7 separate regions of the Mus musculus genome follow, and all the other regions are linked to region 2. A link is a contact called in public HiCAR-type and promoter capture Hi-C data. All regions are on one chromosome and are shown on one strand. Each heading gives the region's core, a stretch centred on a gene start, on an enhancer-like site or on the middle of the called end of the contact. The rest is flanking DNA. Distances are from core to core; before and after follow the strand shown.

Evidence for each region. Promoter capture Hi-C pulls out the DNA fragments that hold promoters and counts their contacts. HiCAR-type assays count read pairs that join an accessible place to other places. Capture Hi-C pulls out chosen DNA fragments and counts their contacts.
Region 1: a contact with region 2 is called in a HiCAR-type map of astrocytes, with 5 times the contacts expected there. The contact joins the promoter of Lats2 here to the promoter of Cdadc1 in region 2. A contact is called at or near these places in 5 of 39 promoter capture datasets (embryonic stem cells, hippocampal neurons, liver and 1 more) and 1 of 115 datasets of contacts at active chromatin or transcription factors (astrocytes).
Region 3: a promoter capture Hi-C map of liver shows a contact between it and region 2, with 6 times the contacts expected there. The contact joins the promoter of Sap18 here to the promoter of Cdadc1 in region 2. A contact is called at or near these places in 3 of 39 promoter capture datasets (hippocampal neurons, liver and pre-B cells) and 1 of 115 datasets of contacts at active chromatin or transcription factors (microglia).
Region 4: a contact with region 2 is called in a promoter capture Hi-C map of liver, with 3 times the contacts expected there. The contact joins the promoter of Zdhhc20 here to the promoter of Cdadc1 in region 2. A contact is called at or near these places in 5 of 39 promoter capture datasets (hippocampal neurons, liver, maxillary cranial neural crest and 1 more) and 1 of 115 datasets of contacts at active chromatin or transcription factors (astrocytes).
Region 5: a promoter capture Hi-C map of liver shows a contact between it and region 2, with 2.8 times the contacts expected there. The contact joins the promoter of Xpo4 here to the promoter of Cdadc1 in region 2. A contact is called at or near these places in 3 of 39 promoter capture datasets (hippocampal neurons, liver and pre-B cells) and 2 of 9 other capture datasets (adipose tissue and liver).
Region 6: a contact with region 2 is called in a promoter capture Hi-C map of liver, with 3 times the contacts expected there. The contact joins the enhancer-like site here to the promoter of Cdadc1 in region 2. A contact is called at or near these places in 4 of 39 promoter capture datasets (hippocampal neurons, liver and pre-B cells) and 1 of 115 datasets of contacts at active chromatin or transcription factors (embryonic limb bud).
Region 7: a contact with region 2 is called in a promoter capture Hi-C map of liver, with 5 times the contacts expected there. The contact joins the promoter of Mrpl57 here to the promoter of Cdadc1 in region 2. A contact is called at or near these places in 5 of 39 promoter capture datasets (cranial neural crest, hippocampal neurons, liver and 1 more) and 1 of 115 datasets of contacts at active chromatin or transcription factors (astrocytes).

What each region holds. Positions count from the first base shown.
Region 1 is chr14:57,744,379-57,747,412 of GRCm38.p6, forward strand. Lats2 (large tumor suppressor 2) reads right to left here and starts at 1,745. Exons shown (of 8, transcript NM_015771.2): 1 at 1,512-1,745. Gm52140 reads left to right here. Exons shown (of 3, transcript XM_030248241.1): 2 at 917-1,960. The coding sequence ends at 1,934.
Region 2 is chr14:59,596,678-59,599,550 of GRCm38.p6, forward strand. It overlaps Cdadc1 (cytidine and dCMP deaminase domain containing 1), which reads right to left and starts at 1,282. Exons shown (of 10, transcript NM_027986.3): 1 at 1,078-1,282; 2 at 185-282. The coding sequence starts at 1,159.
Region 3 is chr14:57,796,704-57,799,566 of GRCm38.p6, forward strand. Sap18 (Sin3-associated polypeptide 18) reads left to right here and starts at 1,486. Exons shown (of 4, transcript NM_009119.3): 1 at 1,486-1,651; 2 at 1,785-1,894. The coding sequence starts at 1,523. It overlaps Mir3077 (microRNA 3077), which reads left to right and starts at 1,721; the gene lies at 1,721-1,784.
Region 4 is chr14:57,888,327-57,891,663 of GRCm38.p6, forward strand. It overlaps Zdhhc20 (zinc finger, DHHC domain containing 20), which reads right to left and starts at 2,010. Exons shown (of 13, transcript NM_029492.5): 1 at 1,737-2,010. The coding sequence starts at 1,854.
Region 5 is chr14:57,663,898-57,667,125 of GRCm38.p6, forward strand. It overlaps Xpo4 (exportin 4), which reads right to left and starts at 1,341. Exons shown (of 23, transcript NM_020506.2): 1 at 991-1,341. The coding sequence starts at 1,059.
Region 6 is chr14:57,728,353-57,731,509 of GRCm38.p6, forward strand. The region is part of intron 2 of Lats2 (large tumor suppressor 2); the gene reads right to left. Among named protein-coding and RNA genes, the nearest start is that of Gm52140, 8.7 kb to the right of the region's middle. Within about 2 kb of position 1,724, at least 180 of the 459 cell types and tissues checked have an H3K27ac peak or open chromatin away from gene starts, as enhancers often do. A contact at or near this core is called in hippocampal neurons, liver and pre-B cells, where this site is marked.
Region 7 is chr14:57,824,581-57,827,935 of GRCm38.p6, forward strand. Mrpl57 (mitochondrial ribosomal protein L57) reads left to right here and starts at 1,659. Exons shown (of 2, transcript NM_026401.2): 1 at 1,659-1,742; 2 at 1,929-3,355. The coding sequence starts at 1,937. The coding sequence ends at 2,245. It overlaps Ska3 (spindle and kinetochore associated complex subunit 3), which reads right to left and starts at 1,583. Exons shown (of 9, transcript NM_198605.3): 1 at 1,430-1,583. The coding sequence starts at 1,532.

The DNA.
Region 1 (3,034 bases), core at 495-2,994, 1.9 Mb before region 2:
GCATTAAATTTATCATCTGTAGTCCTTCAAGCATACTATTTTTAAATAGTACGAAATATTACTTAAAAGTTTCGCGCTATTACAAGCATGAAATAAATACAAAACGTTGTGTTGGTCTAGGTTTCCCGATACAAACACAAAACCCCCACCCCCGCGTTACCCTCCCCCACATGGTTCCCCAATAGCTTTCGTTCGAGTTTAGTGTGGATTTACCAGCTCCAACCTCCATTCTACTCTCCAGTGGGTTTTAAGGGCCTAGGGCAGGCTATTTACAACACAGCATTTAAAATAACAAGGCATTTTATTGTAAACGTGTTCCCCGCCCATCATTGAAAGTCCCTCCCACCACTGAAAGTCCCTCCCACCAAGGCCGTGATTTCTCGAAGGAAAGAAATAACCCACAGCTCCAATTTACATTTATACTATTCCAACTAGATGGCGAAGCTGAAAAACTCTCAGTTCAAAACTTCGGATTCTGTAATTCTGTATAGCAGCCTCTGTTGGTACCATATGAAGCTGACATTTTGAAGTGTGGTAAAAGTTAAGCAATTTCAAAGGAACCATGGTGAATTCGTTCAACAGCGTTTTCTATACCTGGATAACCAAAATTTTACGAGAGGCTGAATACTGTAATGTATTGTTAACTATAGTTAAGTTAAAAACAGGCTTTCTAAGCAGCGTCTGCATTCCTATGCTGGAAGATTTTTTTTTTTTTGTTAGCGCCTTATTACAACAGTTGCTAAAAGGGGAGAAAAGAAAAATCACAAAAAGTAGCCTTGTCTCCAGATTTAGCACTCAAAACTGGTGAGCATCATTTACTGACCTAACCTGGGGTTAAACTAAAAATATGGAGCAAGACTTGGTACAAATTCCCTAATAAGCGGCTACATTACGGGCAAGCAGGGGAAATTTAAAGGCGTGAAAAGTCCTCGCTCAAACTTTTTTGTCAACAAAATCTGCACGTCCAGTTCTCTCCCGCTCACACTCACAGGCATAAGTTTTCACCCGGCCGCCTCCTGCACGCCGCTGGTGGCCGAAGTCGCCCGGGCGAGACCCGGGCCACGCAGGCGAGGCTCGTGCGTGACCAGCGCTACGGACTCAGGCCGTGGAGTCGCGGCGGAGGCCGGCCCGGGAGAAGTCGGCTCAAAAGAGACGTTACGCAACCGCCCCGCACCGACCGCCGGACGGCGCAGCCGGGGACGGGACACCGGACACCGGGCGGGCACCGCGCCGCCGAGGGCCAGAGGTGCAGCGCGCAAGGCCGCGAGCGCGCGTGGTGGACGGCGCGGCGCACGGAGGCCCAGGCTGGGCGGGGTCGGCGCCGCGGGACGCGGGGTCTGGGCCTCCGGACGCCGCCGCGCGAGCACAACAAAGCCGCCCCGCCGCCGCCACCCGCTGCTCCGCACCCGCCCGGGACCCAGCGGACGGGTTGTCCCTGTCCCGCAGGGCAGCTCGCCCGTGGGACCGGGCGGAGCCCTGTCCCGACAAACTTCCCGGCCGCGGCCCCTCACCTCCGGGAGCGCTCTACACCCTCGGCGGCGTCCTGGCCCGCGGCTCCGGGACCTCGCGCGCCGGGAGACCGGGCGCCGGTGGCGGCAGTGGTTGCTGACCCCGGAGGGTCGGGGGAGCCCGGGGAAGCGGCGGCGGCGCTGGCGGCGGCGGCTCCATCTTCCCGGGGCGCTCACGCCGCGGTTCCGAAGCGCAGACCCGAGCGGGACATTCGCTACATTGTTGGCATTCCACGGGCGTCACGTGACCCCTCCTCCCGCGTCACTCCCGGCCGCATACCAGCCCGGGCGGGGCGCCCGCGGCCTTGCTACCCGCCGCCCGCTCCGCCCCACGGGCCGCTTCCTGCGCCGCCTGGCTGGGCGGCCACCTGCCCTGCGCTGGGCTCGCGTCGGAAGCCCCCAGCCCGGGAGCGCCGGTTTCCCTAAACGCCTCGTACCAGTGGGTGAGAAAAGTAAGTTCACAGGCCCCGGTGCCAGCCACGGAAAGTGCAGCCGGCTGCTGAGACCCGGGCATCAAATAATAAACCGGGACGCCTGACAGCCTGGGCTTAACCGGACGCAGGCTAACCAGCTCCCTCCCTGGGCACGTTTTAGGAAAGTGCCTTATGGTTTTATAAAACACATCAGTATTGCACGAACCAGCCGAGGAGACTGGCGTTTACACTTCGGCCACTCCTTTATCCTCCATTTGGGGATTTGGTCCAGGGACAGACGCTGAGAAATAACAGCGTGGAAGCAAAGTCTTTCGTTTACTATTGGCTGTCTAACGTCACACTCCCCACCAACTTACGATCTGTGGTAAGTGATGGTGGGGACTAATAGTCTTAAAAGTCAACCAGACTTCCTCTTTAATTAGCAAACGTGACATTTGAAGTTTCAATTCCGGAAGAAATTCACAAGAGTGAAGATCATTTGTACCAGTTTTTATTTTTGTCCTCGGGAAGGAAGTCGAGCCCCCTCTCCTGTGCCAAATTCAGGCTGTCTTGTCAGAAGAACCCTTGTCAGGACTGTTTTAACTGCCTCAACAGACTTTAGTCCTGGACTGCCCCTCACCACCACCACCCCCACCCCCACCCCCACCCCCACCTCTCTAATTCCCTTAAGGCTTCTTCCAGAGATTCTCATTTCTTTGTCCTTTGAACTTTAATAATTAAGCCTCTTGCAGATTAGCCTCATTTTCTTTAGTCAGCCTGACCCTGTGTGCTACACTGACATCTTGCACCGTGATGAGAAACCAATGCATCAAGTAATATTCTGTAAAAGAGGAGTCTAGCACTCACCTGGGAACTTCCTCCCCCATCTCCCCAAGCGCACTGGCAACCTTCACTGTGTGTTAAAAGTTCCTATCTCTTGCTCTAAGAAATGTTAGGGAAGCCGGTTAGTGATGCACACCTATAATCCCAGCTCTCAGGAAAGCAGGTGATCTCTGAGTTCAAGGTCAATCTGGTTACAGAGAGAATTCCGGGACAACCATGGCTACACAGAGAAACCCGGTAGAGGGGGAAAGTAGGGGTGCAGAGGGAGGG
Region 2 (2,873 bases), core at 32-2,531:
AATAACTTTTCAGACTGGAAATATGAGCTAGTTCGCTGTGGTTACAGGCACAGCATACAAAAGCCATGACACCATTCCTAGGTTCTTGCTGCATTTGGCTGTTAGGACTACAGTTGGCCAATGAAACCAGACTTAGACTACTGCTTTTCCAAGGGTAAACACTCTCTATGGAAATAAGGTATACCTGAGATTTTTGCCCTTGGGCTTCCACTCCTGGGAAGAGCTCCATCCAGAGACTGAGCAGGGTGAAAAGGTTCACTTTAGAAAGCCTTGGTATTTGACCTACAAAAGAGAAGGCAAGCACTTCAGAATTTCACTAGTGAAGGCAGAGGAGCTAAGCTCAAAGCTACGAGTGAGCTGCAGATGGTCTGGCAGGCAGGAGAATAAAAGCTTCCTTAGCAAGAGTGGCCACAACCTCACTTTCAGTGACCTCGGGTGGCACTTTCCAAAGTTGGGTGCTTTTTTTTTCTCCAGCTCACCCCACAGGTAAAATAGTAAAACTGATACAAAGGCTCTGGAAATAATCAATCAATCAATAGGATAAGGGCTCCTCTCTGATGTAGCCGAGGAGCAAGGTCCCCACCCCTACCCCTCTGGAACCTGGCATTGCTAAAAGGGCAATGGTTGGAACATGATTGATCTTCAACCATAAGGCAAAACTTGAGGGAGGTATCACGGGTGGTGAATTTGCCAAAGCGCAATTTCAGGCTCTTCAGCTCCGGGATACTGACTCTAGGTGCAACCACCCACCAGTGCAGGACAGGACGCGACCTATGAAGCCTGGACAGCACAGTGTCCGGGACGCGCGCCTGGCAAGGAGACCAGGGACGGCGGGGCAGACAGGAGTCGCTGTGAGTCACAGGGCAGGCAGGGTGTCAGGGAGGTGCAGTATGTGTGTGTGTGGGGGGGGGGGGGGGAGTAGCAGGCTAGCAGGGCGGGAAGGAGACATAGAGCAGGGAGGGTGCTGGGCTGTGCGGAGACACAGGACAGGCAGGATGCGGAGCTGGAGGGAGACTCGGGCAAGCGTGCAGAGCGCCAGGAGAGGGGCAGGGCGGGAGAGAAGGCCACCGCACTCACCCGTCATGCTGCCCGTCTGCGTGCCGACTGACCTCTCGGCCCCGGAACCCTCCAAACTCTGCATCTGATCCGTTTCTTTCATCCCCAGCCCAAAGGCCTCGGCCCAGGACAGCTTGCCCGGTCAGGCATGATAGGTTCCTTGAAGCTCGCCTACGGCCACCTCTGCGGCCTGTCAACAACCGCTTGTTCTGCGCAGCAAGATGACGTCTCGGTATGCCCCCCCCATCGCTTCCGGCGCTTAATGTGACGTCAGAGTCCGGCGCACCGAGGTGGTGGTGGTGGTTATCTATCAGTTATGCTACTCTGTGTAGCAGGCTGTGTTCAGTGATTTTTGCAGAAAGAAGGACGCTTGAAGTTGTCTTGGTTCGGGACAGTAGGGGACCAGGGTGGAGGACTTAAACAGAGAGAGGCGAACATAGAACCGGAGTGGGCGAGGTGGGGGAAGCAGGGCCATCGGAACCCAGCCGTCAGATGTGGGCGGATCCCAGGGTATTTGGTTCTGCTTCATATCCAAACTCACACAAACTATGAGAAGAGAACTGGGAGGATCGAAGAGTTAAGTAGACAGCGGAACCTGAAAAATCTGAGTTGTCCGTCCCAATGAATTTGTAAATAGAGCGTACGTGTGCGCGCTTACCGTACAGAGGGTATCTTCCTCTATATGGCCCTCCAAATGTTTGTTTTGAGAATGGGTCTCTGCTTGGATCTGGAGCTCACTGGTTGGCTACACTGGAGCTTCATCCTCCTGTCTCAGACTTTACACACTTGTGACTACAGGCTGGTGCAGCTTTACTCAGACCTTTTTTTTTTTTTAATGTGGGTTTGAGGGATCCAGAAGGAACTCCTCAAGCTTATATCTAAAGCATGTACACAATGAACCATCTCCTCAGCCCCCAGTGAAAAATATAAAGTGTAAAATGAAGCCTGGAGAGGTCAGAAACATGGCCCAGCAGTTAAGAACACTTCCTACTCTTCCAGTGGGTCTGAGTTCAGTTCCCAACACCCACATCCAGAGTGGGTCACTACAACCCTTAACTCCAGAGATGGATATTTGAACAAAAATTGTAAAAATAGTTTTATTTTTATTTAAAATATAATATCATTACAAATCTCCCCCCTCCCCGAGGCCCTGATCATTTTTAAATTAATTCATGGTTTTTCTTTAACCACTATTGTTTATATACATGTATTATATATGTATATAATATATACACACATATATCTCTACATATATGTGCTTGTATGTATATGCTTTTAGGACTGATCACTTGGTACTGGATAACTAGTTGAGGGGACTTATTCTTGGGGAAGACTAATTTCTCCTCTGTTATTATTTACCCTTCATCTAGATATGGGACCCCTGGGAGATTTCACCCATGTTGGCAAGTTAGCTGGTGTTGGCATTGTTCGGGTCTTGTTTTGGCAGCCATGTTGTTGAAATTTTGTAGGTGGAGCTTTCCTGCAACAACTAGAAGACAATGTTCTGACAGCTTCCTGATCCTCTCTGGCTCTTACAGTCTTTTCATCCCCCTCCCCCCTTTCTGAGATGATCCTGAACGTTAGGTGTAGGGGTTGAGTTCTAGATCCAACCTTCAGGACTGGATATGCAAGGTCAGTTGTTCTCTACATTTTGAGAACTGCTGTTGCTACTACCTTCCTCCTCCTCTGCTCCATTCTCTCTCTCTCTCTCTCTCTCTCTCTCTCTCTCTCTCTCTCTCTCTCTCTCTCTCTCTCTCTCTGTGTGTGTGTGTGTGTGTGTGTGTGTGTGTGTGTGTGTGTGTTTGTCTTTTTAAGAA
Region 3 (2,863 bases), core at 236-2,735, 1.8 Mb before region 2:
TTAGTAAGGCCTGGCTTGTCCTCGCTACAGGAGCAGCTTCTGTCTGAAGTTATGAGCATTCTACATCCTCTTAAATCTGTTTATTTTTATGCTGTGTGTATGGGTGTTTTGACTGTTTTCATGTCTGTGCACCACATGCATGCAGTGCCCAAAGGAAGCCAGAAGAGGACATCAGAGCCTCTGGAACTGGAGTTACAGGTGTTTTGAATTGTAGCCTGGTCCTCTGTAAGAACCTCAAGTGAAGAGCATTCTCATAATGTCTCTGGATATACTCCTAGCAAAGATTTTCTCTAGAGTCTATCAGCAAGAAGGGGTTGTAAGGACTAGAGGATGACTAGCAAGGAACCCTAAAGAATCCAAAGTGTGTGCCAGCTTGCCTTCTCACCGGAGTTCAGAAGTGCCAAGGCCAACAGCTGCTACTGGCAGTGTCTAATTTTTGCAGATATACTACATCCGATTTGTTTGTAAAGCAATCTATTAAAAGCAGTCACCAGATCTTTAACGAACTCTCTGGGTTAGCAGTGACATTCCGAACCTTACATGCTTACTGTCTAGATTTCATTTTTAAAGCAACTGCTTTAAAATGGAGCTATGGGGTTTATGTTTTAGTATCTATAGCATATTGTGAAGGTTTCTTTCTTCCTTCCTTCCTTCCTTTCTATCTTTCCTTCTTTCTCTCTCTCTCTCTCTCTCTCTCTCTCTCTCTCTTTCTTTCTTTCTTTCTTTCTTTCTTTCTTTCTTTCTTTCTTTTTCTGAGACAGGGTTTCTCTGTGTAGCCCTGACTGTCCTGGAACTCACTCTGTAGACCAGGCTGGCCTCAAATGCAGAAGTCAGCCTGCCTCTGCCTCCCAAGTACTGGGATTAAAGGAGTGCGCCACCACTGGCCGGCATGAAGGTTTTTTCAATCAGTCTTTCTCACTGATACTTTTGTAGTTTTTGTTTTGAAACAGGCTCTCTCCACATAGCCCTGACTGTCCTGACACTCTGAAGACCAGGTGAAGGTATGCATCACCATGCCGCTGGATTTGCCTCTCTTGAATTTTGCGTGACATAAAAAGAGCCTATTTCATTCATAGCCCCTAAACAGACAGCTTTACCCCATCATCTACAGAAAAGGTATCATTTCGCTGGCCTTGCAGTACCTTTCTGCACTGGGGGTCCATATTAACCAGTTCAGTCGGTTTATCATCACTATGACTACCTGGTTCATATTTTTACATGTCATGTGAATTTTCTTAAGTTTTTCGTGATCGCTACACATTTTCATCACTACGCATGAAAATATTACGTTAAGCTGACCTGGGCAGTGAGCACGTAAGAAAACAACTAAGAACGATCAAGACGCCTGTAGAGCACTGCGCATGCGTGTGCCCCACCCCTCTCCCCAAGGCAACACGTACGCGCGCGCGTGCGTGCGTGTGCACCCACACATACGGAAATACGCCTGCGCCATGCGATGCCCCGCCTTGCCACTCGTTTCCTATAAAACCTCGTGCCTTTCCTCGCGAGAGACGACTAGCTCATGCTCGCCGCAGGGGTCGGAGGTCAGGGCGAGCGTCTCCCGGGCCGAAGGAGGAAGATGGCGGTGGAGTCGCGCGTTACCCAGGAGGAAATTAAGAAGGAGCCGGAGAAGCCGATCGACCGCGAGAAGGTGCGGGTTGCGGGCGGCTGCGGGGCAGAGGTGGCAGCAGCGGCGAGCTGGCGGGAGGGCGGGCGCGGCCTGCGGACGGGTGGGCGGGCAGGCCAAATGGCGCGCCCGAGGCTGACTCCCTGCTTCTCCGCAGACCTGCCCGCTCCTGCTGCGGGTCTTCACCACCAACAACGGCCGCCACCACCGAATGGACGAGTTCTCCCGCGGGAACGTGCCTTCGAGCGAGCTGCAGATCTACACCTGGTGAGCCGCGCGGGACCCGGGCCTGGCGGGCTGCGTCCTCGGGGACAGCCAGGGCGGGCTCGCCCGCCGTGTGACGCCTTTCGGGAGTGGGGATGAAACGTTAGGTCAGAGTGAACTGACCGGCGTCGCTCTCGCCGTGTGGCCGCCCGGTACAAAAGGATACGTAGGTAGCTTACGGTGCGGTAGGATAAGATGGTAGAGGACGGGGAGGGAGATGGCTGTTGAGTGAACCGTGTTCGCAGAGTGGAGGCAATGGGAAGCCTCGAGCCACGCAGCACCAAGATATTAAAAAGCACCATCAACACCGAGCCCTTTCTGCCCCGGCCCTTGGTGTCAAAGCGTTTGGTGTTTGCACGGTGAGGACGGCTGTCCCAAGTGTTTCATCTCCGAGTACCTGCCTTGCTCAGGACCCACGCAGCTAGGACCGTTACAGGCTTGTCCTTTGGATTGTGTCAGGTTGACACTGTAATAGCTTTGGAAAAGCAGCAAAGGCGAATTTTAATACATTTTTGTTGCGGTGGTAAGATACACCACAAAAGAGTCCCTTTCTCGGGAAAACAGACAAACAACCCCCCATCCCCCCACCCCCATCCAAAACACGAGCTAGTGATTGAATTTATAAGGGAAAACTACTGAGTAGCGGCTGAATTTAAGCCACTCTCCACATACTAAAATTCCGTGTCCCCCAACAAATGAATTTTCCAGCTTGCCCGGACTTTGCTTAAGTGCTGCTTTTCTATTCCGTGAGCCCAGCTTTCTAAAGAGGGTTATCTCTCTGTTATCTGTAGAGATTGTTCCAGAACCACATGGATATCAAAATCTTGGAATAATCAAGTTTTTCACTTTAAAAATGTAGTGTTTACTGTACACACCTTTCAGCATATGCTCTTGAGACTTTCTGCTATAAAGCTTACCCTTCTTCTGCTAGGGCACTCAGACTGTAAAAGCTTGTTTAATTTTTAAAAATTG
Region 4 (3,337 bases), core at 760-3,259, 1.7 Mb before region 2:
ATAGATATGTCTGCCCCTGCTTTTGTATTCCTAGTGCTGGGATGAAAGCCCCAGCTGTTTTATTCTGAGACACTGAAGGCCAGGCTAGCCTGGACCTCAGCCTCCCAAGAGCAAGAGGGCAGGTGTACACTGTTTCTTCTAAATCAAATGTTCTAAGTAGCAAAGTCATTTTCTTAAGGATGCTGCCATTTAAAAACCTGCAGAGCCGGGTGTGGTGGCGCACGCCTTTAATCCCAGCACTCGGGAGGCAGAGGCAGGCGGATTTCTGAGTTCAAGGCCAGCCTGGTCTACAAAGTGAGTTCCAGGACAACCAGGGCTATACAGAGAAACCCTGTCTCAAAAAAAAAAAAAATCTGTAAAAATAAAAACCTGCAGAAGCTCAGCTACTTCAGGGTCTTCTATGAACAGAACTTGAGTTTTTAAACAAGTACTTGGTTTGGAGCTCGCCAAATCCAAAGCCACAATTGAGGTCTAGGCTCTACCATTTTTGAGTGATTTATTTATTATTATACGTAAGTTCACCGTAGCTGACTTCAGACGAACCAAAAGAGGGTGTCAGATCTCTTTATGGGTGGTTGTGAGCCACCATGTGGTTGCTGGGATTTGAACTCAGGACCTTCGAAAGAGCAATCAGTTCCCTTACCCGCTGAGCCATCTCACCAGCCCGATTTTTTTTTTTTTTCATTCTTGTATTTACCCCGTATGTTTTTCCCCAAAGAAAATCTGTCCTTCAGATAACCGAGGGCTCTGTCTGAAAATTAAAACCACATCACTTCTGGGAAACCAAGGGACTGCTTTTTCTTAGGGTTTTATTTAATAATGCTGACGGGAGACGAACACAGTAAAGAGCCAGTAGGTATAGAACGCACACTCAAAGCTTACAGGCAATTATTTAGTATCACTGACATAGTAATGGCCTAGGGTGTTAATGACAATGAACCAATCGGCTAAGTCATGTAAGTATAATGCAACGCTATTCCTTTATCCCAGGAAATCAGGTAAGAACCATACGGTAAAAAAAATTAAATAAGAAAAATAGCAAAAGTAAAACTAAACCAAAGCCCTAAAACTAAAGGTATAAGCAATACAAACCTACAAAGTAAACAGGCAAAAAAAAAAAGTCATTGAGCTTGCACCTCTCTTGTTCAATTCCTTGTGCCTCAAAACAACATTTTGTGTAAATCCAGCACTGAGACCCCCAGATGAATATTAAAAAGGGTCAAATACAGCTCAGACCAGGGGCTGAGCCCACACTGCAGACCCGGGAGACACACCTCCCTCCCAGGCCCCCAGGCTGCTTTCAGCTTACGCGCTTCTTCTCGCGCAGTTTGGGGAGCAACAATCTGGGAGGAAAAGATTTCTTTGTGCGTGTGTGCGTGTGTTTTAGCCAAACTGACCTCACAAGCCGTCTCAGAAGGGGTTCTCTAGTTCAAAAGGAAAGGCCTTTGTGAGCATTCCGTCACAGAAGGGTGGGAGCCCCAAGGCGACTGCAGCCACCCGGAAGCTTGGAGCGTGGGCGGCGCGCAGGCCCGAACTCGGGACCCCTCGAGCAGCGAGCCGTGGGCAGAAACCCACGGACAGGGGCCCCCACCGCCGGAGAAGCGCGGGCCGGAACCCTCGGACGTGGAACCCACGGGCTGGGGAAGCGCAGGCCGCCCCGCGGAATCAGAACGCGGCGCCGAGGCCTCGGCCTGCCACCCGCGGCCCGGCCCGCCGCCCGCGCCTCCCGTACTCACTCACGCACAGCTCCACCACGTACGCGTAGTAGGACCAGACGACCACAAAGGTGATGAAGAGCACCGGAACCCAGCCCACCACGCGTTGGCAGCAGCGCCAGAGTGTCCAGGGCGCCATGTTCCTCTGCTGACTGCCGGGTCCCGCTGCCCACGATTCTGTAGGACCACAAGACCCCAGCGGCCCTGTCGCCAGCTTCCCCGCCCCCGAGGCTCCGCCGCCGCAAGCAGTGGCGAAGGGCGACGCCACAACTCCGCCCCTCCCTGCGCCTGGCCCGGGTCCGCCCCTGACCCCGCCCTCGGGCCCGCCTCCGGGCCCGCCTCTCATCCCGCTGCGAGCTGTGAAGGGCGACGCTGCAACTCCGCCCCTCCCGGCGCCTGGACCGGGTCCGCCCCTGCCCCGCATCCTGCCGCTCCGCCCCTAGTCCCGCGCCTGGCAATCCCCGTAGGGGGTGGGGCTACCCGGCCGAAGGAGGCGGGGCCTGAAGTTGGGGCGGGGCTTCTGCTCAGGCCCGCCCATGGGATTTGGGGGTGCCTTGGTGGAAAAGAGAGGAGAGTGCTAAGGATGTGTAGGAGGCCATCTAGGACTGGGTGACGAGAGGGATGGGGATGCGCAAGGGGAGAGGAATGAATTCTTAGCTGCCCTGTGTGCCTTGGGTGGCACTCTGTATAACACTCTTCCCCTAGGTCTTTCAGGACCCATACAAGTCGGGTTCCCTATTACATAAGGCTGTGCATCACTCAAGCGTGCAAGCAAGAAAAATATTATATATACTTAAATATAAGACTCCTGTGACTATAATGTGTCTCCAATGAAGAATCCCCTGGGATAATTTGGTCCACGTATCGCTCTCTCCACCATGTTTTGTTTGAATTGGTAGGAGCCTGAGATTTAAGGTGGAAGCCATATACAACAGGTCAGTTTGATTTGGAGTCCACATTTAAGGTTACACCATGAAAGCAGAATATAGAAACAGCCCTTTCCTGGAGTGGGATTTTCAAATATTTACAGCTGGAGATTGCTAAGTAATGACTGCAATCTTAGAATCTAGAAGCCTTGCTGTGAAACATCATAATGTACAATCATTAGGAATAATTTCATACATTCTTTTAAAACACAGTACATTCATTTATTTACATTCTATGTGCGGATGTGCATGGACCACTGCTCATGAGGATGTGTGGCCCAGGGGTTGTCTGAGGACAAATGAAAAGTTTTTAAGTTTGGTTTGGGTTGGTTTGGGTTTTGGCCCTGGGCATAGTGGCACATGCCTTTAATTCCACACACTCAGGAGGAAGAGGACAGTGGAACTCTGTGAGTTTGAGGTCAGCTAAAACAGACTATTTACTAAAGTCTCCAAGAAGAAGGTAACTGCTATTATAGTATGATAAAGACTTAGTAAAATGAGTATTAATATTTAGTCACCATACACTACTGTTACATTAAAGTAACATGTATACAATAAGAAAATTGCAACATGCCCTAAAGATGACATTAGGACCCAGAAGTGCACACCTTTAATACCAGCACTTGGGAGAGAGAGGCAGGTAGATTTCTAAGTTCAAGGCCAGCCTGGTCTACAAAGTGAGTTCCAGGACACCCA
Region 5 (3,228 bases), core at 91-2,590, 1.9 Mb before region 2:
GCTCCAACAGAATCCTTGACAGTAACCTTAAAGTAGGGTAAAAAAGAAATCTAGCTGCATTTAGTTGTTAAAATGTCTAAATCATTTCAAGTAATAAAATGGACATCTAATTTTAAAAACAAAACAAAAAACCCTACAAATGCAATCGTCATAATTTACAAAGAACGAAAGAAAGAAATCAGGCTGAGCCAGCAAGCATAAGACACACAGTTTACTAAGTAACGAAACAGTATCCTTCTCCTTACTTTTGCTCCCTATGTGAAATCCTGTTTATAATACCGACTCGTCCTGCTCAAACACCCTCACCAAACTATTTCGTGGTAGTTGTTAGACTTCAGCTAATAAGTACCTGGGAACCTGCCACAGAGTCAGTTTTCCAAAACGCGAAACCCACAAAGAGTAGGTCTTGAACCAAGTTTTGCCCCAACGACCTTGGTCCTAAAGATTAGCCTCTCTCCCTCCGGCCGGTCCGTCCACGTGCCGCCTGCTGCGGTTACCCAGAACAGTCTGCATGTCAGGCAAAGAGCTAGGGGACCCGATCCACAAGAGAACGAGGGTTGCTAACAGCACCCAGACTATGCCATCCCTCTCCTAACAGGATCAACTCCCCAGCGTCATGCACACAGTCCCAAGAATGTTCCCTAACCCAAGTCCTGCGGGGTTCACCCTGTGCCTTGCTCTGCTACCCAGTCTGCCTAGCGAGGTATGGAGCGAAGCTGGCGGCACAGGAAACTCTCCATCTTACACCACTACACCCCAGTGCCAGGCGGAGGAACAAGGCGGTCAGGGAAGGAGACAGCACTAGAAAGTAAAGAACCAAGGCAAGAGGAAAGTAGGATGGAGAATCCTGCGCCACGCCACCACCACCTCCACTTCAGGGTTCATCCCAAGGCCCTTCCTGGCCACCAACCCAGCGGACAGCAGGCCTGACCAGGGAGAGCCAGCCGGAGTCCCACTAATCCCCCGTTTCTCCGGACCCGGCGTCCTCACCATCAGAACTTTGGCCGCGTTCTCCAGCTGAGCGATCACTTCTGGGGGCCCCAGCGCCGCCGCCATCATGGTCTCTCTTCAATGACGCGCCATGCGCTGCATTCTGGGAGCAGGCGCCGCGGCCGGCCAATCGCCGCCGCGACCCCGGCGCCTCTCGCGCCTCCCGGGCTGTCGCAGCAGCCGTCGGCGTCGCGCCCCCAGCGGCCTGACGGGACCGCCGATTCCTGAGCAGCTGGAAGGAGACAAGCGTGAGCCCGGTCGCGGCGCTGGGAGGAGGGCGGCGGCAGCCGGCACCGGGCGAGGCCGAGCGGTTGGCTCTGTCAGCCGCGGCCGGGCATCCCGCGCGGGTCTGGGGCCTGCGCATGCGTGGTTCCCTGCTGGGTGCGGGCCGCGAGGTCCTGGACCGGAGCCGCGCAGCCCGTTAGCTGCGGGTTAAGGTTTGGGTGTCCTGCCCGTGCGGGAGCTTCCTCTCGCTCCCATAGGCTGTCCGGTGTGGAGCAGGATCTCTTAGCCTTGGAAGCGCTCTCCTAAGGGTGCGTCTACGCCCAGAATTCATGCCTCCCGCTCCGCGGTTCATTCCGCTGTGAGAAAAGGGCATCCGTGGACGAAATGCTTGGTTTTCTTGATTTTTGAAACCCTCTCCCTAACCACTTGGCTTCCTGAAGTCAGTAAGGGCTCAGCTGCCGCCAGCTTTGGACTTCAGGAGTTTATAATAGCAATGCTAAGTACAGAATCTGCGAGGAAAGGTGCGTTACAGTAACTTCAACGCGCTGTCTTCTCTCCGGTTCTTTAAGGTTTTGTTTTTCAAAGTCTACGTCCAGGAAAGTGATCCCGACATCAGCTAGTTCAATGTTCAAAAGGTGGTCTAGTTGAAGTATTTGTATGTTTCGACCTGACAGCTCCATTTTCTGAGTTTTGTTGACTGCCTGTTCTGCTTTCTGGGGAAAATCCACGTTTTTGAGTTCCTTCTGTAGACTTCCTGGTTTTCCCAGAGATTTGTAAGTCTGCCCTCCGCCCCTTTGAGGTTTTGTGTCTTCGAAATAGAATTGCATTAATTTTTAAATGATTTATTTTTTATTTTATGTGCATTGTTTTGTGTGCATGTATGTCTGTGTGAGAGTGTCAAATCCCCAGCAACTGGAGTTACTGATGATTGTAAGGGTGCTGGAACTGAACCTGAGTCCTCTGGAATTGCAGCCAGTGCTTTTAACCACTAAGCTATCTCTCTATTACTATTGTTTCTATTGAAACAAATGTAAATTCTTCTCTTCACCCCACCCACTCTCAGTGCCTTTATTTATTTATTTTATATGTAAATACACTGTAGCTGACTTCAGACTCCACAGAAGAGGGCATCAGATCTCACTATGGATGGTTGTGAGCCTCGATGTGGTTGCTGGGATTTGAACTCAGGACCTTCAGAAGAGCAGTCAGTGCTCTTAACCGCTGAGCCATCTTTCCAGCCCCTTTTCTTGTGTTTTTAACAGGATTTTTCTATTCACGCTGTAGACCAGGCCAGCCTCAAACACAAAGATCCACCTGCCCTCTGCCTCCTCAGTGCTGGGATTAAAGGCATGGCCAATCGGTTTTTTGTTTGTTTGTTTGGATTTTTTTGACTTCTCTACTATTTTTGAGAAGTAAATTAATGAGATTTTTTTTTTTTTGCTTGAGAAATAAAAGTGTCTTTCATTTCATTACCAGATGACAAAATTAGTTGAAGTGCTGTTAATGGTGGTTTTCCTGTTGAGATTTGTGTGAACAGGGGCCAGCCAAATGGCTCAGCAGATAAAAGAACTTTCAGTACTAGCCTGAGGACCTAACTTCAATCCTAAAGTGCATAGCAAATAGAGAGAACTGACTGTAAATTGCCCTCTGACCTCTGCACTTGTCTGCCTTCATGCATCCGTAACATACACTGTGCTAGTTAGTTTTTGTCAACTTGACACAAATCTAGACTTACCTGGTATATTGGCTGGTTTTGTGTGTCAACTTGACACAAGCTGGAGTTATCACAGAGAAAGGAGCCTCCCTTGAAGAAAGGCCTCCATGAGATCCAGCTGTCAGGCATTTTCTCAATTAGTGATCAAGGGTGAGAGGGTCCATTGTGGGTGGTGCCATCCCTGGCCTGGTAGTCTTGGGTTCTATAAGAGAGCAAGCTGAGCAAGTCAGGGGAAGCAAGCCAGTAAGGAACATTCCTCCATGACCTCTGCATCAACTCCTGCTTCCTGACCTGCTTGA
Region 6 (3,157 bases), core at 474-2,973, 1.9 Mb before region 2:
AACGTCCATGAAGAGGCATACCTTATCTAGTAGAGAGAAGACCCAAGAGCGGGGATGACACAGTAGAAAATCCTTTATCGCCTCAGTCATTTTATTTCTTTGCTTACTGGGCTTATGAAGGGCTGGGAGCAGGACCTTGCATATGCTAGGCACATACTCTGCCACGGTGACCCTTGCATATGCTAGGCACATACTCTGCCACGGTGACCCTTGCATATGCTAGGCACATACTCTGCCACGGTGACCCTTGCATATGCTAGGCACATACTCTGCCACGGTGACCCTTGCATATGCTAGGCACATACTCTGCCACGGTGACCCTTGCATATGCTAGGCACATACTCTGCCACGGTGACCCTTGCATATGCTAGGCACATACTCTGCCACGGTGACCCTTGCATATGCTAGGCACATACTCTGCCACGGTGACCCTTGCATATGCTAGGCACATACTCTGCCACGGTGACCCTTGCATATGCTAGGCACATACTCTGCCACGGTGACCCTTGCATATGCTAGGCACATACTCTGCCACGGTGACCCTTGCATATGCTAGGCACATACTCTGCCACGGTGACCCTTGCATATGCTAGGCACATACTCTGTCACGGTGACCCTTGCATATGCTAGGCACATACTCTGCCACGGTGACCCTTGCATATGCTAGGCACATACTCTGCCACGGTGACCCTTGCATATGCTAGGCACATACTCTGCCACGGTGACCCTTGCATATGCTAGGCACATACTCTGCCACGGTGACCCTTGCATATGCTAGGCACATACTCTGCCACGGTGACCCTTGCATATGCTAGGCACATACTCTGCCACGGTGACCCTTGCATATGCTAGGCACATACTCTGTCACGGTGACCCTTGCATATGCTAGGCACATACTCTGCCACGGTGACCCTTGCATATGCTAGGCACATACTCTGCCACGGTGACCCTTGCATATGCTAGGCACATACTCTGCCACGGTGACCCTTGCATATGCTAGGCACATACTCTGCCACGGTGCTACCCTAAAATCCTTTTTCACCAAGTTTACCTTTTGGTCAGGCCAAATAATTTGAAAGCCATTGAAGGAGGTGGAGGAGGAAAAGGAGGAGGAGTGGGGGGGGAAGAGGAAGAAGACGAGGAGGAGAAGATGGCGAGGCAAACAGCTGTCCCACCCAAAGACCATTGTGAGCCATTTCCTGTCACCAGCAGTGCAAACTGAAACAAGCTTTCTTCCTTCCCCACTTACTAGTATTTCAGGGGAGGTTCATGTTGAAAGGCGGGTCCCGTTCCAGAAAAAAGGAAGGAGGAGGAAATATCTGAGATCTACATCCACTGTCCTCCCACTGGCCAATACCTGTACTTAAGAGATTCAGTGGAGGCAGATCCTGTCACAACGAACGCCACGCACAGCAGCTTGGCTTAGTCCTTTGCACATTGTTTCCTCCTGTTTCCCTTTCCTTGCTTTAGACAGGGTCTCCCTACATCACCCAGGGAGGACTCAGGCTCAGCACTGCATTACAGGTATACATGACACATCTAGCTCTCTATGGCTCTCTTCAGGTTAATCAGATACACTTCATAAAGAAGTGCTCTGTGGATTATGGACTATCCCTCATTTGATGTTGGGGGAGGCGATGGAGGCTTTTGCCTGGACCAGTATGACTCACATCTGCTTTGGCAAATATTAACCAGCAGCTGGAGGCTGTGGAGCACTGGAAGGACTCTTGAAAGCCAGGCCTCAGAGCAGGGGAAGTGAAACCACAGTACCACAGCCTGCCTGCCATCGCAGGCCTCCCAAATCGAGTGCCCTGTGAGTCGGAAACAAATTGCTATAAAGGGCAAAAGAGAACAGCTCAAAGGCACATGGGGACTTTAGGAAAGGCTGCTGCTGAAACAAAGCAAGCTTGACAGACACCAGGATCCCCCCAGGAAGAAGGGGGGAGCTATAAAATACAACCCTGAAGGCCCCAAGCCAGCAAACTGACAGAAATCTGTCCCTGAGGAGAATAGACTGTTGGAGCATGCTGAGGACCAGGATTGTAGCTGGAGTAGTGGGGATACCAGTGCTGGCAGGGACTGTATACTCCGCCAGCAAAATGCCACCCTCAGCAGGCTATGAGGGGACAAAAGGGAGAAGTCACAGCACACAGAACAGACTGAGAAGTAACAGTCATCCAGCACTGAGCCTGGTGACAAGCATCCCAAGTCAAACCAGAACTCCTTGCCTCCACTCGGAGTCCGAGTCAGGCACACAGCTCCTCACGATCTGGCCAAGTGCTCTGCAGGTGGGGCCCTTTCTGACTCTCCTCAACTCACTGTAGCTTAAAACTGGGCCTACAGCCTGTCTCACACAGCTCACTCACGCCTAGGTGACTGCCTAGTGAATGGGGGCTCCACCCCTTTGTAGTGCTGCCAAAAGCTGGCGTGACTGCTGAGGAAAATTCACATTCTTCCCTTGATGGCTTACGAATGTCATGAACTGACTTCCTTAGCTAATTTCCCAGAGCATCTCGCTCACCCGCACTGAGCCTATTGTCAGGAAGCCGGCCTGCAAAAAGGCACATCCTGACCACTGCCTGTGTGCGGTGAAGAAAGTCAGTTTGTCTACATTCTCTCTGCCCTGGTTCCATTAAAGACCTGAATTACTTGAGGACATATGGGGTAGGTTAGGAAAACGACAGTTGACACAGAAACCCAGGGCCAAGGAACTGTTAAGGACATGGAAACACAAAGGACAGGCTGGTTAGACAAGCACAAACCACAGGTCAGTTCAGGGACCAGGTAGCAAAGAGCATTCCTCAAGGGAGGCAAAGCCATTTCCTAGTACTCCTATCGGAAAGAAATTTCTCATCTATATCTTTCCCTAAGGGACACAACCTGGGGAAGGTGCTATTCTAAGACTGCCAGAAGCCATGGGTCTGCACCAGGAGCTACACTCAAGACCTCAGGCTCCCTGAGAACAGGAAACCAAAAAATGACCCCACATGAAGGATGCAGAAGCCGTCTACCGTCTCAGCAATACCCCTGAACCTCATGCACCTAGCAACCCACGCAGGTGTCCTGCCTGTCACCCAGCAGCACCTCCACATGTATACCATAAGGAAGACCCTCCTGTCTCCAAGCAACACCTCTGTACCCCAAGTGCATGTTCCTG
Region 7 (3,355 bases), core at 409-2,908, 1.8 Mb before region 2:
AACACTTGGTGAAAAGAACTTTTATACAGTTGAAATACTAATGAACTTTAGTATAGTATGCCGAATTAGCTCAACAACATAAACAAATAAAGCATATTTTAATTCCCTAAAATAAGAACAGTTACAAAAAAAAAGCTACAACAGTAAGTGATGTCTGTTACGAATTAAATAGAAAATACATATACTCTTTTTACTTTTCTGTATTTGAAATTTCCTACAGTACATGTTACTTTTATAGTCTCCAAAACATTTCCAAATGGAGAGTTAGTTATAAGTAAGAGGAATCTGTGTCTACGGGGTGCAATTTTTGCTTTGTTTCTGTTTTTCAAAACAGGGGTTTCCTGTATATCCCTGGATGTCCTGGAACTCGATTTGTAGATCAAGCTGGCCTCAAACTCAGAGATCTGCCAGCCTATGCCTTCTAGAGTGCTGGGATTAAAGGCAAGTGCCACTACATTCGACCTACTGGGTGCGAGACAGATTACATTTATGACATTTTATGATAATCTCAAAATCTGAACTACTTTTGCATCGATTTTTTTTCTTTTTTTTCTTTCTTTCTTTTTTTTTTTTTTTTTGGACAGGGTCTCACTAAGCCTGGTTGATTGGTCAGGTGCTAGCCTGGAACTCGCAAAAATCTACCTCCTTCAGCTTCTTGAGTGTTGGGATTCATGGCGGACGCCACTCCGTGACCTTGCAACTTTTTAAAAAAATCTCAGGCTGGGCTTGGTGGCGCACACCTTTAATCCCAGCACTCGGGAGGCAGAGGCAGGCGGATTTCCGAGTTCGAGGCCAGCCTGGTCTACAAAGTGAGGTCCAGGACAGCCAGGGCTACACAGAGAAACCCTGTCTCGAAAAAAAAAAAAAAGAAAAAAGAAAAAAGAAAAAAATCTCTAGTACAAGTTAGAAATGATGTTTAATTTTATTATTAAAAAATAAAACAAGAGGCGGGAGAGATGGCTCAGTGGCTAAGAATACTGGCTCCAATTCTGGAGGTCCTAAGTTCAATTCCCAGCAACTACAAGGTGGCTCACGACCATGTATAATGGGATCTGCTGCCCTTTTCTGTCGTGCCTGCATCCACGCAAATAGAGCATTCATATACATATATAAACAAATCTTAAAACAAACAAAAAAACAGCAGTGCCGAGTATTTGTACTTCAAATAGAGTGTTAGTGGAGAAAATGCAGATGCTTGCTTCAATAGGGGCCCATTCGAGTGAGACGAAATGACTTTACACGTACAGAAAACAGGGTTTTAGTGCGTCTTAATACAGTTGCCACTGGATGTTGTTAACAAACACCCAACCACCCGCTCGCCTGCGGCCACAAGGAGAATTTGTCCGCACAGTTTCCATCACAGATCAGCTACGCCCCTTGGACGACACCGCCCGCTGAGAACCGCACTCTCCCGCCCGCGCCCACTCACCGCTGTCCTCGCCGTCCAGCGCTCTCAGCAGCCGGGCCGTCTCGCTGTCCAGCGTGGTGGCCAGACCCCGCAGCTTACAGTGGAAACTCTGGATGGGGTTCATGCTGAGGGCCGCCGAGCCGACTGCTGACCTCCAGTCCCCTCGAACGAACGCGCTACACATTTGAATCCTGCGCAGGCGCAGAAGGCGTCTCTCGCGAGAGCGGAACTCTAGCATCAGGGCCCCAGAGAGACCGGAAGCAGCGCGCCGCCGCATCGGTCGGGGGACGCGGAGCGCCGAGGGGAGCGTGTCCCGGGCCGGTTGGTACGCGAGGTGGGTTTTCGGGGAGCCCCCACCCCCATATCCTGCAGTGTAGTCGGCTCCCGGCCACTCACTTCCGGCGAGAGGCCGAGCGTGCTCTGGATTCGGCCGCGGGATGTGGGCGCAAGCTTGGCACGCCGGTTGCTCGCTTCCCGGGTCCGGGGCTCAGCGACCGCGGCTTTCGTGTCATTTCCTCAGGAGGCACCATGTTCCTCACCGCTGTCCTCCTCCGCGGCCGCATTCCGGGCAGGCAGTGGATCGGGAAGCACCGGCGGCCGCGTACCGTGTCTTTCCAAGCGAAGGAGAGCATGATCCGTCGCCTGGAGGTGGAGGCCGAGAACCACTACTGGCTCAGCATGCCCTACATGACAGCAGAGCAGGAGTGCGGCCACGCCGCGGAGCGACGGGCCCAGGCTTTTGAAGCCATCAAGGCAGCGGCCACTTCCAAGTTCCCTAAGCATAGATACATTGCAGACCAGCTAGACCATCTCAACATCTCGAAGAAATGGTCCTAACCCTTCAAGATTATGGATACCGGACTGCTCTATCCTTACTTGGTCCTGGAGCTGAGAAAATGTAATTTATGTACCAGTGTGACCCCTTCGACCAGTATCTTATTAAAGCAAACATGATTGATTAATAGTTGTCTCATACGGAATACTTGGGACCCTACCTAGGCGTTTGTTTCACACCTGTAATCCCAACATTAAGAGGTGGAGGCAGGAAAATCTTTGCTGATGTAGTTAGTAAGACCTAGACTCAGAAGGCCAAAAGAGACTGTTTGAGGCTCCATATGTGCATAATCGGTCTATTTTCAGGGTTGTTTTTTATTTTTTCTGGCCTAAAGCTTGCAGCAGCCCTCCCTGTGCCTAGCTACTGGAATTACAGGCATGGTTCCCTGCCCTTCTGTAAAATGTGGGGTTTTTTTTTTTTTTGTTTGTCTCACTATATAGCCATAGAACTTGCTGTATAGGCTAGGCTGGCCTTGACCTCCGAGATCTACTGGCCTCTGCCTCCCAAGTGCTGTGACTAAAGGCAAGTGCCACCATACCTTGCACCTTTTAGATTTAAATGCTGTAAAACTACAAACTGATGAGTCTTAAGGCTGAGGTACTTGGCTAGAGCTTTGTTGTACAAGGGGTGTTTTCTTACTTTCTGTCTAGGATAGCCATTCTCAACCTGTTGGGCATGACCCCTTGTGGTGGTTGCAGAACCCTTTCATGAGGCTGAGTATCAGAGATTTGTATTATGATAACAGCAAAATTACAGTTGTGAAGTAACAATGAAAATAATGTTATGGTTGGAGTCACCACAACATGAGGAACTGTATTAAAGAGTGTAAGGGAGGTTGAGAACCACTGCTCTAGAATAGAGCCTGCCTTTGATTTCACAGCATTCTGTAAGTGGAAGTAGGATCTGAAGTGTTAGGTCAACTTCCATGCAAATTTGAGGCCAGCCTGAGATAGATGAGACCATTTCCCAAAAGAAGAGTGTTTTCTTTTAGAATTTGGATTCTGTGAGTGGACGTGTGAAGTAAAGATGTTTACTAGAACTGTTAACAGGAAAATTTCTGTTTGTTTGGTTTTTTGAGCTCGTCTATATTGCCCACCTTAGCCTGGAACTCC